4 separate regions of the Mus musculus genome follow, and regions 2, 3 and 4 are each linked to region 1. Evidence: chromatin contacts called from public HiChIP or PLAC-seq data. All regions are on one chromosome and are shown on one strand. Each heading gives the region's core, a stretch centred on a gene start, on an enhancer-like site or on the middle of the called end of the contact. The rest is flanking DNA. Distances are from core to core; before and after follow the strand shown.

What was found. HiChIP or PLAC-seq counts read pairs in DNA pulled down with a chosen protein or histone mark.
Region 2: a contact with region 1 is called in an HNF4G HiChIP or PLAC-seq map of pancreatic cancer cells. The contact joins the promoter of Gfi1 here to the promoter of Tgfbr3 in region 1. A contact is called at or near these places in 4 of 484 Hi-C or Micro-C datasets (CD4 T cells and embryonic stem cells) and 2 of 115 datasets of contacts at active chromatin or transcription factors (memory CD8 T cells and pancreatic cancer cells).
Region 3: a contact with region 1 is called in an H3K27ac HiChIP or PLAC-seq map of large pre-B cells, with 3 times the contacts expected there. The contact joins the enhancer-like site here to the promoter of Tgfbr3 in region 1. A contact is called at or near these places in 1 of 39 promoter capture datasets (cranial neural crest), 1 of 15 datasets of contacts at CTCF or cohesin (large pre-B cells), 1 of 484 Hi-C or Micro-C datasets (embryonic fibroblasts), 12 of 115 datasets of contacts at active chromatin or transcription factors (the 230-238 cell line, DN3 thymocytes, the NIH/3T3 cell line and 8 more) and 2 of 9 other capture datasets (adipose tissue and embryonic stem cells).
Region 4: a contact with region 1 is called in an H3K4me3 HiChIP or PLAC-seq map of craniofacial prominence, with 5 times the contacts expected there. The contact joins the enhancer-like site here to the promoter of Tgfbr3 in region 1. A contact is called at or near these places in 2 of 39 promoter capture datasets (the C10 cell line and embryonic stem cells), 1 of 15 datasets of contacts at CTCF or cohesin (large pre-B cells), 1 of 484 Hi-C or Micro-C datasets (pre-B cells), 7 of 115 datasets of contacts at active chromatin or transcription factors (SST interneurons, bone marrow-derived macrophages, craniofacial prominence and 3 more) and 2 of 9 other capture datasets (embryonic stem cells and liver).

What each region holds. Positions count from the first base shown.
Region 1 is chr5:107,288,337-107,291,036 of GRCm38.p6, forward strand. It overlaps Tgfbr3 (transforming growth factor, beta receptor III), which reads right to left and starts at 1,293. Exons shown (of 17, transcript NM_011578.4): 1 at 919-1,293.
Region 2 is chr5:107,723,011-107,725,710 of GRCm38.p6, forward strand. It overlaps Gfi1 (growth factor independent 1 transcription repressor), which reads right to left and starts at 1,333. Exons shown (of 6, transcript NM_010278.2): 1 at 714-1,333; 2 at 213-398. The coding sequence starts at 828. RefSeq lists a promoter at 964-1,352.
Region 3 is chr5:106,880,966-106,883,665 of GRCm38.p6, forward strand. It overlaps Hfm1 (HFM1, ATP-dependent DNA helicase homolog), which reads right to left. Exons shown (of 40, transcript NM_177873.3): 22 at 828-919. Among named protein-coding and RNA genes, the nearest start is that of Hfm1, 44 kb to the right of the region's middle. Within about 2 kb of position 1,391, at least 6 of the 459 cell types and tissues checked have an H3K27ac peak or open chromatin away from gene starts, as enhancers often do.
Region 4 is chr5:106,824,060-106,826,759 of GRCm38.p6, forward strand. No RefSeq gene overlaps it. Among named protein-coding and RNA genes, the nearest start is that of Gm33327, 23 kb to the left of the region's middle. Within about 2 kb of position 1,417, at least 126 of the 459 cell types and tissues checked have an H3K27ac peak or open chromatin away from gene starts, as enhancers often do. A contact at or near this core is called in SST interneurons, craniofacial prominence, memory CD8 T cells and 1 more, where this site is marked.

The DNA.
Region 1 (2,700 bases), core at 43-2,542:
CTGGATATTAAAGGATCCCGATATGGGTTTTTTTGCGTGTTGGTACCCTCCCAAACCGCTCACTTCTTCGAAGAAAGAAGAAATTTTAAATTGGCTGGTTCTTTATCTCAGTCTGACACTCACGGGATGCCTATCCTCGCGGCTCTCCTGTCACAGCAGGGCGCAGCACGAGGCGCTAACACCTGTGCTGCGCTCCGCACGGTCCCAGTCAGAAACATCTGTGCACTCCTCCAAACCGCACAGCCACCTTGGGGGACCGTGTCCTCCCAGTTCACGGTTAGCGAGTAGGGCAACTGTTTGCACCAACACCTAAGCCGTGATACTTGCGGCTTGTCACTCCAGCTGTCTGCACTCCTATCCGGTGCGGGAAGGTGGGACAAATGCCCCAATAAGCCCAACTCTACAAGCGGATTCCTCTAGCAACATCCAAGAGTTTCAAGTTTGTCCCAACCAAGTTCACAAATCGTAGGGAGCCTCTACCATCAGCGGGAGCGCCACAAGGTTAACCCGGGAGCGTCCTTCACAGCGTTTTCGGGACTGACTCCCCGAGCCAGGGCGCGGCCAGCGGGGACCCAGGACTGGCGTTGGCGCGCGAGTCCCGCGGCCGCGGCCTCTGCTACCCATCATGGTCGAGTGCCCACCCACGCTGTCACGCGCCAGGAGCGCAGTGGCCTGCAGCCCCGCACGGGACTAGGAAACCGTGGAGAGGAAGAGCGAAAGCGGGTGTGGGGAACTCCTCCCCGGCGCTGCCCACCCGGGACCGCAGCGGATCCCGGTTCCGCTCAGCGTCAACCCTGCGGGACCAAAGCCAGGTCCCAGCCTCGGGGTCCTGGATGGCCAGAGCAACCCCGCAAAGCAGGCACCGACCCGCACTACGCAGCGTGCACAGCCTCTGATAGGGCGCCAAACCGCACGTACCTCGCAAGCGGTGTGTCCAGGACCGGTCGTCCAACGCGAGGTGGGGGAGTAGCCCAGACGAGTCCCCGCGCCCAGCGCGCGCAGGCGGCCGCGAGCTCAGCAGCCGCAGTTCAACTGCGCCATCCGGACCCCGCCGGGGACTTTCACCTCCTGCCGGGAGCTCGCGGAATCGCGCAGCGAAAGTGGCCTGGAAGGACAGCAGCCCGCTTCTCCCTCTCCACCTCTCTCTCTCTCTCACTGCCAGGGAGGAGGAAAGTGGCGCTCGGCGTCCCCGAAAGCCTGGATCACCCCCATCAGGCCCGTGCGGCGCCCTAACTCGGCCGCGCACACGCGCGGGCGGGGTCGGGCGCGCAGCCACAGCAATCAGCGAAAGGGGGGAAGGGCACCGCGGGCCTCGGGGGCTCGGCCGCCTAGAAACTCCTCCTCCTGCCCCTCCTCTCCTCCTCCTCCACTGCTGATGGATGAGCCTAGAGAGCTTGCTCCAGCCTGTGCTTCCCTTCGGGCAGAGAAGGCTGGAGCTGTAAGGATAGAAAGGAAGTCGGGTGTGTGTGTGTGTGGGGGGGGGGGGGGGGGGTTCGGCCCGAGATGGGATGACAGCTGGGCATCCCCGGCCTGGAAGAAGTGTGGAGTACCCGGGATGTGGCGCGCACTGCGAAGACTCGCTGCCTTTCCCTAGATCCTTCAAACTACCAGGGCCTTAGGAGAAGATAGTTTTATTGGATTCCTGGTTGTTGATATAAAAATTCCTTTAAAAAAAATCTCAGAGAAACCCATTCCCACATCGAAGCCCCATGCACACATTCATTCTGCCCCAGTTTGGTTTTTCTCCAGTTTCGGTTATCTAAAGATATGCTCTTGTGGTGTGGTCAGGGTCTCTTACTTTCTACAGCCTAGCTCAAAGTGCCTTCTCCAGCTGCTGAATTAAAGTGCCTTCTCCAGCTGCTGAATTCCATTCCTACGGTTTCCCCGCGGCCCTCTGAACACAGGATAGGCGAGCACACAGGGTCCTGCCTGCATGAATGTGCTTTGCAAGAGTTGAATGCAGCTACTTCAGTCACCAACACAAATCTGGCACTGTTTACGCTTCACTTTCTATTAAAAGGTGAATTGCCCATTGGGGCTATAGCTCGGTAGTAATGTATTTGCCCAGCATACACAGAGCCCTGAGTTTGAGCCCCAGCACCACATACAACCAAGTACGGCAGAAGAATCACAAGTTCAGAACCAGCCTTGGCCAGAGTAGAGGTCAGAAGACAACTTTCTCCCTTTCCTCAAGTAGGGCCCAAGAATCCATCTTTGGTGCATTTCTTCAGGGTTGGCAGCAAGCACCTTTATCCATGGAATTCTGTCACCAGTTACTTCACGGGAAACTCTACAGGTGCCACAACAGATGGAGTGACTGAAGTGTCTGGTTCAAAGACAAGTTTCCAGTCTTGACAGCTGCTGGATCGTCAGGGAACCTTTGCACAAATGAGTAGCCCAGCTAGACTTTTGTAATTTTAAGTTTTTAAAGCCTATTTTTAATGATGTTTCTTAAACACTTTAACCTCCCTTCTTGCCCACCACCCTCCAGAGAAGTAGGAAAAACCAAAGGATATGGGGAAGTAGACCTGTTTAGAAAGGTTCTTTGGAGCAACTCCCATCTGTGTTGTCTGGAAATCTGTAGTTCAGTTCACAGGTTTGAAGAGACAGTTGGATCCACTCGCAAACACTTCACAGATATATGAAGTTCAGTAGAGTCAGGATAGTCAACACAAATCAACAGCGGTGGCACTACGTAGC
Region 2 (2,700 bases), core at 83-2,582, 430 kb after region 1:
AAACGAATTAAGGGCCAGCCTGGAGCTAAGGGACTTAGAAGGAGGCAGAGGACACTTTGGGCAAGGTGTCCAGCACAAAAGCTGGATGCCTCCCCTGAACCCTGTTCCCTTAGGAGCCAGATCCCTAGGCCGACCCTCTGCATCCCTTGTGCGGGCTTCCCTCCGTGCTGCGACTCCAGAACTCTGCCACAAGACCTCGAATCAAGGCTTACCTGGAGACACGGAGGGAGAAGGGGGCCTCCAAAAGTCCTCGAACTCGGAGCAGGGGTCACAAACGCTGCCTTCGCAGCTGTTGGGGGACGCGGAGGCCCTGTCGGGAGCCTCGGTAAGCTGAGAGTCGGGGGACAAACGCTCTCGGGGCTCCATTTTCGACTCGCCTGCACTCACAGCGCCGCCCTCTGCGGAAAAGATTCAGGAGAGAAATAAACCTAAACCTGGCCGAACTGAAGTGGTTCCACCGTGGCGCCCGTGTCCTCCTCTGTCCACTCTGACCCAACCGGGAGCCCTCCCTCCCGAATTCAAGAGCCGACTGCGAGCGCCAGGGGCATCTCTGGCAAGCTCAGCAAATCTGAGCACCGGGAAACAAAAACAAAAACAAAAAAGCACCCGAGGGGCGTTAGGATAGCCTCCCCCGATTCCTAGGAAACGAGGTGGCTTGGAGCAGAGTCGGTGTCCTCGGCAGCTGCCCTACCCGGCCTCTGCGCGCTTCGCACCTGCTCTGCCCGGCGCAGGCACGGTCTCCAGGCGCAGGGAGTAGTCCGGCCCCGGAGAACGCGGCTGGTGATAGCTGTGCGCCTTCTTGCTCTTGACCAGGAATGAGCGCGGCATGGTGGTCAGCCGCTGGACGAATGTTTGGACCCTCGGATACTCTGAGTTCTGAGAGAAGGGGGAAAATTGGGTGGAAACGAGGGTCAGCACCGATGGCGGTTGTGGTAGGTTCCCAGGCCAAGGAAGAGTGTGGGCCAGGGAGGAGAGAGGGAAGCCGCGGGAGGAGGGGCCTGGACCCAGGCGCCACGCTCACCAGGTGGCACTCGGACAGGTGGCACGAATCCCGGCCTCCGCCGCCACTGCAACAGCTCAGTGGTAAAACCTGTCCCCAGGCTCTGGCTCTGGTCCCTTTGCTCTGCCCTGCCCACGCCTCAGCCCCTCCCCTTCCCTACCAAAGCTAGATCATCACTCTCCTGAGAGCAGTAGTCCACAACTGGTCCGTTATCCCAAGTCAACCCTGCAAGCCCACCTGCTCCCTTCTGGGTTGTGGCTCACGCCAGGGATGCGTGGCTTAGTTTAGCCAGTCAGGGGGCATCAGTGTTTGGGACCCGGAAGGGGCTTGGAGCCAAAACCTCCAGGAGCCCCGCGACGAACAGAAGCGAAAGAGGGGCGTACTAGGGACTGGTTTGCCTAGGGACTATGTGCTGCAGTGGCTGGAGCAGAAGTCAGGAAGCCAGAGGCACAGGAAAGTGAGGTGGGAGTGGCAAAGGACCAACACTTGTCCCAGGAGAAACGCCCACTGGAATAGTGGTGTGGCACCGGCCAGGACGGCGACCACTGAGAAACATTCCAGACCTGTAGGCCTTGCTTCAGAAACTAAGTCCCAGAAAGAATTATTTTCTGATCTGCTCACCAAAAATCTTGTCCTAGGGAAGTTGAGTTTAAACTGCGTGCTTACTGGCAAACACGCGGTGCCCAAATTTAATGAGTGCCAACGACTTCGCGGGCCAGCAAGATGAAACCGGAGCGCGCACGAGTGAGCAGTGGCCAGAAGGCCTGGCCAGGAGGCCAGGGTCCCTGAGCATGACCGAGAGCTGGCGTCGCTCTCTTTAACCCCCAATCAGTTCACCTAATCTCGGGTCGAAACCTGAGCCCTGCAGGAGGCGGGGCTGAGACTGCGTCCCAGCTCCTGGCCCGCTCCGGGGGCGACCCTAGGGAGGCCTAGGGTGAAACGAATCCGCCTGCCTCCAAGGTCCAAGGCAATAGAGGCTGAACGGCGGCGGCGGGCTCAAAGACTGGGGCACAGGCCGGCGCACGCCCCGGGTCTTTGGGCTTCGTGCAGTTCAGACTGAGGAACCCGAGCCTCTTCGCCACCCCCCCCCAGGAGCGCGTACAGAACACACCCTGTTGTACCCACTTAAAAGGAGCCCAAGGACTCCTGCTTCAGATTCCCAGTCATAATGTATAGTCACACGCCTTGGTCGGGTTTGGCTCCCAGAACCCAGGCTCCGGCGCTTTAATTTTCCCGCACTCCCTGTCTGTACAGCCAGACGCTCCAACCAGAGGACAATTCTTAAAGCAAGCATGAAGAGCAAGAAAACAGGGCAAGAGTTCTGGAGGCCTCGATGAGGTTCGGTCCTGCGATAGCCAAGAACGGGACCCGTGGGAAGCAGGGCTGTCTGGTCCCGCGCTGGGTCTGCGCGTCAGCACCACGCGGGACAGGGTAGACACAGAGGTGGCGTCCTCGCCCAGGCCACAAACCTACGCTTCGGAGGGCTTTGCTGGGTTCCGGGTAGGAGGGGTAAGGGGATGGCAAGGAGGCCCAGCGCGTGGGAAGGCAACCTCGTGCTGCAGCTGGCGTCCAGGGGGCGGGGCGGCACGCTCCTGGCACAGCGGCCCGCCAGGCTTCCCCTGGTCATCTGAGGCTGGAAATTCGGGAGCTGAAGGCAAGGCGCTCAGAAGGAGGCCTCCAGAAGCCCGCTGCCGCCACAT
Region 3 (2,700 bases), core at 141-2,640, 410 kb before region 1:
ACTAGGTGTTGTAAATCTTTCACACAATAAACTGAGTGAAATGGTGCTGACACTGAATATTCCTTAATCTCGATTTCTTCTTTGAGAAGAATAACATTTACATGGAAATATAAATCTTTTCCTTTATCAAACTTTGCTCACATGACTCCTTAACAGAATTTTACTGTGCAGTCTTTAATAAAATAATTACTGTGGTAACTAATGATATCTAGTATGGTTCAAATTTAAGAATAAATATCTTCTACCAATCTCTTCTGTATACCCATGTTTCCAGCAGAAGTCTGTTGGTCCCTTCATTACGGTAGCTGCAAAACTCTTCCCACTGTTGATCTCTGAGTACAACCTATTTATTGGTCCCATTTTCTCCAGAATCAGCTTTTGGTCCCCACCTGGGCTGTCACAACACTATTCTATTGCCACTGTTACAGGTATGCTTAGGCAAATAATTTAGGGAAGGGATACAGGCACAGGGCACCACAGCAATTCATGTACTCATGCGTGAATGGATGAATGTCATGCCATTCATTCATGGCAGACTCTGCTAATATATGATGCTATACTTGAAGTTGTCATAATCAAGTAAGTTGTAGGATAGTTGCCATACCTATTTGTATATAAGTTTTCTTAGCTTTGGTGAGAAACAAAAATGAAAATATAATTTATTCTTAGAAGTTAAATTCTCTATTTCATGATTAGAGGGAAACATAACCATTCAAATCATTTTTTCCTTTCTGATCATTCAATTTTAAGTTATAGGAGATATACAGATGAGTTATCTCTCCAATATTACTCTTATTCTATAATTATTAATTTCCAATGAAACTTACTAAATCCAATAAAGTTTCTTTTCCACTGATTGCACAAAATTTCTTGACTGTCTCAAATGTAATATAATACCAAGCCATTAGTCTTCCTGCCTCTGTTAGAAAAGATGGAAAAAGAAACACTTTCCACATTAGCTGATACAACTTGGTTTTTAAGAAATAAGTTTAACAAGCATTTTCTTAACATCTACTTAATGTGCACTGTGTGCTTGTAATGACCCCCAAACATCCCCAAAATGTAGAAAGCACAATGTACAGGACTTACAGTTGGCTGGAGATAACCACAGGAAGACAGAGAACAGAATCCACTGACTGACAATATTTACATGCAAACTTAAGTTGAGAAGAAGTTTACCTAAGAGAATGGTCATTATGGGATGACCTAATAGGAAAATTGAGTTTTAAGTAACATTTTAAACGTGGCTAATATGACTTGCAGACAGGAAGCAAAGCCATTACGACCTTGGAGAGAATCAAGATTTATTTATGAAAACAGGGAAATAAAGAAGGCAGTCTTTACACAGCTTAGAAAGGGTCACGGCTTGACGATCCTGAGCTCCCGTAGCCTGCCTGTCATAAACCTCACCTACAACCTACAAGACTGTGTGTACAGTTCTCAATTACTAAGGTCATAACGTTTTTAGGTAGATGCCTAAAATTTGGCTGTGGTGCCCAATATTTAGTAAATGTTGCTTAATTTTGTAAATTAAGAAATGATGGATGACAAGCTACAGCAGCCTCAAGGAGCTTTAATTCAAAGGAGCTCAAAACTTGGATCTGATTTGTAAGATTAATAATCAGATAATTCTTTAGCAATTTTTAGTTAAATTGGAGTTTCAAAATAAAATGCTTTGAAAATAGAATAACAAGGTGGCTGGGAAGAGGGGATGGGAGAAGCAGTGAGATTGATGGAAGATTTCACTGCAGAGGCCATGGGGTCTAATTAGTACTTGTCTACATCCAAAATATTCCAGTCCTACAAACATACACAGAAAACAGCCAGGAAGAGAGACATGGCATACTGGGTCTCAAGGGAGCCATTGGCATTGATGTATGAACATAGTTTTTCTTGAAGATGAGACTATGTCTGTCATGACAACAGAGTGAGCAGCATTAAGAATGTTATAAAACAGACAGAATTAACTGAGAGCCTGGGAAGGAGCTAGGTCAGCTCGAGTCACTGTCCCAAGCAGGAGCCTGCTGAGTGTGTGCAATGAGAATGCAGTAATGTAGTGTGTCAGAAGGAGCTTCTGAAAGAACAATGTGCAATGTAAACCACAAGAATATTGTTATTTGGGGAATATATTTAAAAATGGTCCTTTTACCATCTGTTTAAAAATTAATATAAAGTATTTCCCTACCCCACAAAATATTTAAAAATTTAAGAAAGCACTTAGTATTTGTTGATTTATTAATCAGAATAAAATTTCTTAGGTAAGAAAAAGTATGCTAGAGAAAAAACTATAAAGATAAGCAATCCAAAGTCAAAGTATGGAACCAAAATGGAGAAAAAAGACAAGTAAACAGAAATGCAAAGTGACTTGCTGCCAATATAGTTATCAATTGATAAATCCAGAGTATTTCAAGGCCATTAAAGCAGAGTTTGCAAATTGTATCTTGGATATTCTAAGTTTCTGGGTTAATATCAGTTTATCAGTTGAGTGCATATCAAGTGTGTTCTTTTGTGATTGGGTTACCTCACTCAGGATGATATCCTAGAATATCCAAGATACAATTTGCAAAACACATGAAACTCAAGAAGAAGGAAGACCAAAGTGTGAATACTTCATTGCTTCTTAGAATGGGGAACAAAATACCCATGGAAGGAGTTACAGAGACAAAGTTGGGAGCTGAGAAGGAAGGAAAGACCATCCAG
Region 4 (2,700 bases), core at 167-2,666, 460 kb before region 1:
AACCTCTGGGAGGCAACAAAAGACAATAGCAATAGCCTTTATTGCTTTGTTTTGGGAGTCTTGTAGTCTTTCCCACAGGGGAGCCCCTAAATTGATTTTTCAGTAGCAAGTGGTCAGCCCTGAAATCATGTACATGCAACAATGAATGGGTTCAGCTGGCTGTATTTATATATTTATATATATATATATGTATTTGCATATAACCATTAGGGAAGAGGAGTCCAGGAATTTGGGGGGAGAAATAAAGGCATGGGGGGAGGGGAGAAAAAAAGGGAATGGAGGAAAGTTATCTAAATTTTTAAATTAAAAACTGAAACAAACAAAACAGCCCAGGAATGAAGACTCTCACTTATAATCCTGGCACTGAAGACATGTTAACAGCGAACCCCTGGGGCCTGGTGGCCATCCAACCTAACTTAGTTGGTAAGTTCTGGGGAAGTTAGAAGCCAATCGTTCACATTTAAACAAAGAGGACTGGAGAGATGGCTTAGCAGTGAAGAGCACTGGCTGCTCTGCCAGAGAACCAGGGTTCAATTCCCAGCACCCACATGGCAGCTCACAGCTGTCTGTAACTCCAACTCCGGGAGATCTGACAACTTCACACAGACACACGAGCAAGAGAACCAACAATGCACACAAAAATAAATAAAATCATTTAAACAAAGAAATGGTGGAAAGCTGATAGGGAATGACACTCAGTGTCCTTTGGTCCTATGTATGTATACATGTCTGTGCATGCACACATGTGGGAGTGTGTGCATACATGTAAAAAGAATAAGAAAATTTCCTCGGTGATTCAAAGGGCAGCTACTCTTGCAGCAGACACACTGACATGAAGGAAGTCTCCGTGCTCCCTTCTGTGAGCACCTGGGCACACAGCCCTCTGTTAGCTAGGACGAAAACCAAGTTTGGCGTCGGTAACTTTGGCTATCACACAGCCTATGCATTTGTAGAGCATTTAGCTTATTGACCTAAATGTTCTCATCTTTAGGGAGGAAAAAGTAGCTTAATTAATTCACAATAAAAATCCTCCATTTCATAGAAGATAAACCTAATATAACTCAAACAGAATTGAACGTGTGATAAGATTCAGCCATCAGCATGCAGCAGCCTTAAAAATTACAACATCTGACCTTAATATGTGTGAATCTATCAAGATTCCATTGTCGACATGTATATTTTTTGATATTCTTCTCTGAGCCGAAATCATGTCATTTATATGCAAATGGCCGCATCCTCAGCAGCTGCGGAGTCCCAGCTGAAGCCGAGGGACTTATTTGCACTTAATAAAGCCTCATAAATAGGTTTTGCTTCTAAGTGGGTGGGGGAGCGGGAGCCCGGTAGCCCTTTACAGTTACAGGCTCCTTTTTGTTTTGAAAGCAGACTGGCCACCTCTAACAGGATGGTTCTCAGTTGCCAAGAAACAAGATCGTCACAACCTCCCCTTCCGGCCTCCGCGGATGGCAAATGTTTGTCTTGTGGTGAGAGCGGTAACTCAGTCCGCACTCCACGACCAGCCGCTGTCCAAGCCTCCAGCGAGGGGTTGGAAGAGTCCAGTTGGGAAGCCCCAGCGGGAGAGCCAAGGGGTGGGGGCATCTGCCCTCGGGAGCAGAGAGTTTCTCTCCGCGAAACTGTAAGCCCTGTATGCGGAACATTGGTTTCCTTGATTGTCCAACCAAACAGTGTGCCGTGCTCAGCATGTAGGTTCCCCCTTTCCAGTCTTCATTTGTGGCACAGGAGACTGAACCCAGGGGCTATGCAGGTGAATAAGCACTCTCTACAGAGCCCACACCAGTCCCCCAGCCCCACCCCTACCCCAAACCCAACTAAAGAAAGAAGAAATGATTATGCGGACTTGGGGCACACAGGCTTCAAATTCTACTTTTTTCTACCAAACCTCCTCACAACCAACCATGCTTGTACTTCCGAGTCACCAGAAACATCTCGTTTCCTGTTTAAGATTTAGGACATGTTTCTTAAAAATGGTAAAAGATAGGCACTGTCTTCCGCTGTTAGATGCACAGCGACCCTGAGATGTCACATGAACGACAGTGACTGGACACAGGGTCATTCGCTTTTGTTTCTAAGGCACCAGCTGCTGGTTTAGTAATAGTGACTTCTTGTCCAGGTAGCAGGCTGCTTCTGAGCTTTACTTCCAGTGTGTAAGCACCTGGCTCAGCAGAGGCGGTTCTACAGTCTGACAAATGTGGACGATCACTGAAGACACTGGTTAACAATACTATCATTACATTGTCACCAGCCTGGCAGGGAGACAAACAGCCTGCCACGTCGACTGATCAGAGGTATTTATAATTGCAAAAAGCATAAAAGTCAGTCTCTCTCTCTCTCTCTGTCTCTCTCTCTGTCTCTCTCCCTTCCTCCCCCCTCCCTCCCTCCTTAAGGGAACTTAGAAGTCTGCCTGGCCTCATAGACAGGGAGGAATCCAGGACATTCTTGTCTTATGTCTCCCGACCTTGGTTTCTTTAATTTGAAAACAGACAGTCTCTCTCTCTCTCTCTCTCTCTCTCTCTCTCTCTCTCTCTCTCTCTCTCTCTCTCTCTCTCTCTCTCTCTCTTTCCCTCCCTCCCTCCCTCCCTCCCTCCTTAAGGGAACTTAGAAGTCTGCCTGGCCTCATAGACAGGGAGGAATCCAGGACATTCTTGTCTTATGTCTCCCGACCTTGGTTTCTTTAATTTGAAA